2 separate regions of the Sus scrofa genome follow, and region 2 is linked to region 1. Evidence: chromatin contacts called from public Hi-C data. All regions are on one chromosome and are shown on one strand. The core of a region is the stretch at or near the end of the contact, and the rest is flanking DNA. Distances in the headings are between cores, read along the strand shown. Region 1 overlaps DPYSL3 (dihydropyrimidinase-related protein 3). Region 2 holds the start of DPYSL3 (dihydropyrimidinase-related protein 3).

Evidence for each region. A called contact is a pair of places that touch in the nucleus more often than the background predicts.
Region 2: a Hi-C map of retroperitoneal adipose tissue shows a contact between it and region 1, with 2.0 times the contacts expected there. The contact joins the promoter of DPYSL3 here to the enhancer-like site in region 1. A contact is called at or near these places in 10 of 47 Hi-C or Micro-C datasets (adipocytes, embryonic fibroblasts, fetal heart ventricle and 6 more) and 1 of 2 datasets of contacts at active chromatin or transcription factors (skeletal muscle).

What each region holds. Positions count from the first base shown.
Region 1 is chr2:148,726,307-148,729,469 of Sscrofa11.1, forward strand. All of the region lies in intron 2 of DPYSL3 (dihydropyrimidinase-related protein 3), which reads right to left. Among named protein-coding and RNA genes, the nearest start is that of DPYSL3, 49 kb to the right of the region's middle. Within about 2 kb of position 1,390, at least 37 of the 83 cell types and tissues checked have an H3K27ac peak or open chromatin away from gene starts, as enhancers often do. A contact at or near this core is called in retroperitoneal adipose tissue, skeletal muscle and subcutaneous adipose tissue, where this site is marked.
Region 2 is chr2:148,775,588-148,779,061 of Sscrofa11.1, forward strand. It overlaps DPYSL3 (dihydropyrimidinase-related protein 3), which reads right to left and starts at 1,468. Exons shown (of 15, transcript XM_003124066.6): 1 at 876-1,468; 2 at 653-873. The coding sequence starts at 1,032.

The sequences.
Region 1 (3,163 bases), core at 140-2,639:
CCAAAATTCCCCCGCGCCACTGTTTGGGTTTCCTCTTTGTTTAGTTTTTCCCCAAACCCCAGGGTCGATCCGTCTGGGTGGCGCCCCGCCGCGCCGGCTGGACTGACCGCTGCTCTCCACTCCCCGGACCCTGGGTCCCCCGTCCCTCCCCGGGGACCCGTGCAGGGAAGCCGCCGAGATCCAAGCCGCCCGCGCCCGCGGTGCAGCCAGCGGCCAGCGAGCGAGCCACGGAGGCGGCGGCGCCCGACTCACCGTGATCCGCGGGATGTTCTTCTTGCCTTGGTAGGACATGGTGGCGGCGGCGGTGGCTGCAGCAGCTGCCTCCCTCCCTCCTTCTGCTCCTGCTCCTGCTCGCCTGCGCCTTCCTCAGCGCACAGCGCCCCGAGATCAGGTGGAGCGAATGGTGCGCTGGCCGCGGCCGCCGCCTCCTCTCGCCTCCGCCCCTCTCCCGGCTCCCGCGGCGGCTGCCAGAGACAATAGTAAATCTCCCTGGTCCCCCTTTCACCCCCGACCCCCCCGCCACACACACCCTCCTCCACTCGCGTTCACGCCCGGGCTTTTTTTTTTTTTTTTCTTCTTTCCTTTGGCGGTGCCAGCTGGGACCCCGTAAGACAAGAATGGCTGATCTGCGACTCCTCCCTTTTCTCTCTTATCCCTATTGATTTTCCTCTTTGCATCTGCCTCACCCACTTTTTCTTTTTCTTCCTTTTTTTTTTTTTTTTTTTTGGTGACTTGCAGGAGCGGCGGTCCAGCCAGCTCCGCCACCACCAGGGGGCGCGAGGGACTGTTCGGGGCGGGGATGCTGCAGCCCTGAGTGTCGGGAGAAAGGCACCAGCATCGCCCTCCTAGCCCCACCGGCCAAGCCCGGGAAAACACCCATTCCTCCGATCAGCCGGTGGTCCGATTTCCCGCCTTCCCTACCCTCTTTTCAGAAAGGAGACTGCTCCGGATGTGCCTCCCGGAACCCCTTCTCCGCCACCACCCCCGCTGGAAGCGGCGGCGGCTGCCTTTGTTACCGCGGAGGCCGGCGCCGCCTCCCTGGCCGCTGGGTGTGTACACCCGCCGCGCGATCCCTTAGAAAGCCGATCCCGGTCAGACTTGGTGCAGCCTGGCCGGCCGCTGCTATCCCAAGACCTTGAAAATACAGACCCCAAAACGATGAAGCAACCACTCACTCTCAGGGCGCTGCAAGGGTGCACCGTGTCAGCTAGCTCTGTAACGTAAAAATCATTCTCAAAATAATGTGCTTTAAACTCCACTGCCTGGCTCAGAATCCAAGAAAGAGCATTAATGCTGCACGGAGAGTGAAGAGTAGAAAACACCTGTAGTGAGAAGGCAGCAGCCCTGCCACGTTACTGCGCAGCCGTGGATGTGTGCGCGGTCCGATGGGCGCTGCTCACGATCCGGAGTTTCCTCTATTACAGGCAGGGCTGATAGACAAAGGTCGCTGTGCTCTTAGGACCAAAACCGTGACCTTTCAAGGCTGCAACGTAATATCTTTTTGCTACCCGCTTCGATTCAACCGCCAAGGGAGGCATGGCTTGAGGATTCAACCGCCAAGGGAGGCATGCTTGCAGGAGCCGCTGTGGTTGGCGCCACATCCCCACCCTGGGGGGTGAGGGGCAGTCGGATGGGGGAGCTTTCTCAGCTCTCCTGAAAAAAATAATGCCAAATACACCGTTTGATAACAACAAAAACGGCTTGCTCTCCAAAAATCACAAAACCTTCTCAAGACGAGTCTCCTGTCACCACCCCACCCTCTTGCGGAACCTAAGGGCCCCCTAAACAGAAAGCCTGTAGATGGCACAGAGCCACTGACCACACTCTGGGACACCTCTTCATTAACTCGAAGGCTTCTGCTGCAACAGAGACACCATATAAAGCATCCACAGAAAAAGGCTCCAGAATACTCCAGCCTGAGCTTCCCGTAAACCCGAAATGAACCAGCCTGAACACATAATCAAAGGGCAGAGCAAGCAGCTGCCCCCTCCCCCGAAACACTCCTTCTCAAGTGAGTTAATCCAGGCAGCAGCCAGTTACTCATGGGTAACTAGACTGAATGCAGTCTTCACAGGGAAAGTCCACAGCTTTCTGTGATACTCTGGCTTGGAGGATGAGTGCAAAGCAAAGGTCACCTCCCCTACTCTTCTGCAAAAGCAGCGGGTGGGAGTGGGGGTGGGGGGAGGCTAAAGCCAAAGGCACACCCTAAACATTTTGCTTTGTTCATAAAGCTTAAGGGCTGAGACCAGTAGCCAAGAGTTGTGAAATTACAAAGCATTTTGGGGATTGGCATGCAAATGAGCAGGATTATATTTAGAACAGAGTAAAAAGAGAATTAACTACATACTAGGCAACCCTGCAGAGGTCTCTCAGAGTCTTTCTCATAGATGTTACCACCCCAAACTCAAGTGAAGGGAATTTGCAAGTTCTCCTCAGGAAAAGCAAAAATATGTAGGGGACATTTACAATCCTAAAGAAATACCGCTGCCTTTTTTTTTTTTTTTCAATTCTGTGGGTTTGTCAGGGTTTTTTTTTTCCTTTCTTACATCCTAATTATCTCCTCTATTGCTGTCATTATAATCCAGAACACTCTCTACTAAATAGATTTATACCATATTTTTGATCACTTGATGATTTTGTGCGATGTCTGTTGTTTCAAATTACAAGACTGGGTTAATCTCTTTGAGGTCAGGTTTGCACACAAGAAACCAAGCAAAGTAAGACTTGTGATGTGCTTCTCTGCATCAGACTGCTGTGAAAAGCCAGGCACAGGAATGCCTAATAACCAGCTAATCGGTTCAAGCTGTTGCCATCAGCAGAAATATACAACAAACACTGTTTTTTCCCCTCTTTCATCCCCTTCAATCATCTTTCTCTTTCTTAAATCAAAATCAAGTGTCTAATAAGATGAGTCTGAAGGGAAAAGCCTTCCTTGGCTGAGCCTTGCTTATTCAAGGAACAAGAAGAAAGGCAGCAATCAACACAGGATGCCTCTGTGTCTGGCCAAGAGACCGAGGAGTGGACCCAGTGTGGATGTTTTCCACAGGAGAATGACTCTGAATGGTTTTCCTTGGATACCCGGCAGTACTTGGCTTGAAATATCTCAGGAAACTATGAGAGAAGGAGAGGGAGACACAGAGTGACTTAATTTATGGTCCCAAAG
Region 2 (3,474 bases), core at 218-2,717, 49 kb after region 1:
CTGGGTCCCCAGGCTTGTGCCAAACTACCCACACAAATATACACTTTACAAGCACAGATGGGAAATGCCAATCCAGGACTGAAAAGAGGCATGGGGATTCGGGTGTTTAGTCTGGTCGCTCCACACCCAAAAGTTTCAGGGACAGGGCTGATGTTTGAAGGGGGCGGGGGGGTACCGCCCATCCCCTACTTTCATCCGGGTACTATGGCGACGACCCCCTGTTTTCCCAAGACCGCGTTGCCCGCCGCCCTGGTGATGACCCTTGAGATCTAATCTAGCGTCAGCGGGGACACCAAGACAATCGTGCTGCTGGGTACTCAGACCGAGAGAAGGGCTGGAAACCACTCAGCCTTCCGGGCTGGCCGGACTGACACACCCACTCAGAACCGATGGCCCGGGGACGCGGCAGCCAGGCGGGGGGGACCCACGCGCCTCCGTCCCGCGCGCACGAAGACGTTGCGGTTGAGGACGCGCCGATCATTCAGATCCCGGCTGGGAGGTCTCGCTGCCCCCAGCGGAGGATGCCCGCTTCCTCCCCCTCGTCCTCCATTCCCGTGCAAAGTGAGCGGGAGAAAGTTGTGTCCGGGCCCTGGCGCCCCGGGGCTGGGAAGGGAACGCGGGCAGGCGGAGAGGAGACCCGGGCCCCCCTTACCTTGTCCTTGGGGCCGAGGTTCTGCAAAACCTCCTTGCCGGTGGCGCTCCGGATCTCCACCCCGGCGGGCGCGGGCGACGCGGGCGCGGGCTCCCGGCTCTCCTCCCGGCCTTGGCCCCGGCGCGGGGTGTCCCCCTCGGCGCCGGGGCGGCTCGCCGAGCCGCGGCCGCTGCCCTGGCTGCTCCGGGGAGTCTTGGCGCCCCGCTGCCCCACGCTCAGGCATCGAAATCCAGCGTCTTGCTCTCGAAGGCGCCCTCCACGTTGCAGAACATACCGCCGTACTTCTGCCGCGGGACCTGGTCGGTGGTGCCCGGCCTGGCCAGGTACACGGGCAGATCGTCCTCGTGGGAGCTGTCCCAGCCTCTGCGGCCCGAGGCCATGGTTGGATCGCGACGGCGGCCCGCGGGTCCTCTTCCCGAGAGGCGGAAAGGGCAGCTGCCGGCAGCGTGCGCGGAGCCACAGTGACTGGGGCGGGAGGAGGCGCCTGAGCCTTCGCGCCAGAGGCGGCAGTGCTGCTCCGGTTCCTGCCAGTCCCCAGCGAGCCCCGAGCCAGCGAGCGCGGCGCGGGGGCCGGAGCTGCTGCGCGTTGCGCTCGCCCGCCCGCCCGCCCCGCCGGCCGCACCTCCTCCGCGCTGGGGACCCTAACGTGGCCTCTGGCGATCACGCGTCCCAGCCGCCCATCCCAGGAGAAATGCAACTTGGCGCGCGCGCGCGCTCACACGCACACGCACACTCCCCGCTGCCCAACAACCCCCAGATTCACACTCAAGAACTTGCTGCACTCAACACGTGCGCACAAGCCGTGCTTTACTACTCCCCAGTTGGCCTTACAAGCACAAACCTCTCTGTCCCGCTCAGGCGGTTGGATTTCAAAGCGAAGTCGACACACATAGAAACTCAGGTTTACCAGACTCCCAAGCTTGGACTTTGTTTACCTATAGTCCCAGATTGGCCGCATCCTGCTCTTAGAATGGCCTCCCAATTGCTCCCAGGTCTAGAATCTGCCTCACCAACCTGCACCCTCACGCAAGGAGCTCCCGAATTTACAGGTTTTCCTCGTGGGGGGTTGGGGAGGGGCGTCATGGATAATCACAAAAGCCTGTCATTGCATCCCACTCTTAAACCCCTTCTTCCTTGATGGGCACCCCTTTAGATTTTGCTTTTTATCCCCTCTTAATTTGTCTTACACACCGTCACATGACAGATCACGGACATGCCTTGCAAAATACTCTTAATACCCTCCCTATTCTGGGACCACGACCCCCTGGCGGATAATACCTCACACACTGAGGTCAGAGCCCTCCCCCGGCCCTCCCCCCAAGTCCAGACTTAGCTCCAGAATGTACAACCAGAGACTTGGAGGTTCTTGTTCCCTGGCGCGCACACAGTGTTACTCTGGTACATGCTTTCCCCACGTCATCCCCTCCCCCGCGTCCACCCAGGGACCCTCTAAGCCAAACTTTGCCACATTAACACAGAGTCCAGGAACTGCAGAGCTTGCGTGGCATCTGCACACCCAGCCCAAACCCAGAACCTGTAATGCCCACCCGAAACTGGGCCCCCTCTTGGAAAGTCACCCCTGTGACTTTATTTAGTCATCCATCAGAACTGAGGGCCTCCTATGCTCTTTAGAAGACAGCAGCCTGAGGGTGTTAAACAGGCAGATGGGGGCCTGTCCCCACCCAGAGTGTGGTCTACACCCTCCATCTGGGTAGCTCAGTCCTTGACAGTCTGCCCAACATGTTCAACTTCATTTCCTGAATTCTCCACTGTATTATAAGCGCCATGAAGGCAGAAAACTGGTCTGTTTAGTTTACCTTTGAATATCTTGAGTCTAGAATATCTATAGGCACCTAAGGTACTCCATGAATCCCTTTGGAATGAGTGGATAATAATAACAACAACAATAAGGAGCATTTATGGCACGGTTGCTGTGTGCCACTCATTAGTGTAATTGTTTTGCATATATGTATTGATTCATTTAATGCCCATAAGTATCTCGTAGATTTTTTTTTTTTTTTTAATGGCTGCACCTACAGCATATGGAAGTTCCTGGGCCAGGGACGGAATCCCAGCCACAGCTGCAACAATGCCAGGTCCTTAACCCCCTGTGCCACAGTGGCAGCTCCTCTCAGAGGCTTTGTGCACAGACACAGCGTTGAAAGCACCTGCCCTGAAGCGGATGAAATGAAACTCTGAACTCCAATTTAGGGGGAAATTAGAATATTGGAAAATGCGGCCCCAGTGACAGGCCTGCGACATCCTTGAAGATTTGAGGGGTGGAAGGTGCTGTGAACTCAGATCAAAGACAAGTAAGTTGACAGCAGTTATGCTTACCCCAGGGAGTAGAAAGGCATTTGCAAAACTGTCTGTGTGCTATCAAAATTACGCCTCATTTCTTAAGCCGGCTTCCTCTGGATAGCTGCACCTTTTTAAGAAATGCTGGTTGGGGATGGACCCAGAAATTCGTGTGAGAAATCAGTCAAACCAGCCATTCCCTCCCGCTTTGCTCTCATAGTTTATTTCCCTCCCTTCCCCACTGCTCTCAACCTCTCCTCCCCTCATTTATTCATTTACGGACTGTTGGGGGGGGGGCTTGTTATGGGTCCAGCGCTGTCCTGGGTTCCCTGCTCTGTGGAACAGAATTCGAATGGGGGGAAACTCATGGTAAATAAGATCGGGTCAGATAATCCCAAGAGCCAAGAAGAAAATAAGCTGGCCAGCTTTTTCATCGGCTGGTCAGAAAAAACTTGACGTCTTCCCTCTCTGACTCTCTGCAGACACCTCTGGCACCTCCACCATCCGCACAGGCAACAATAAAC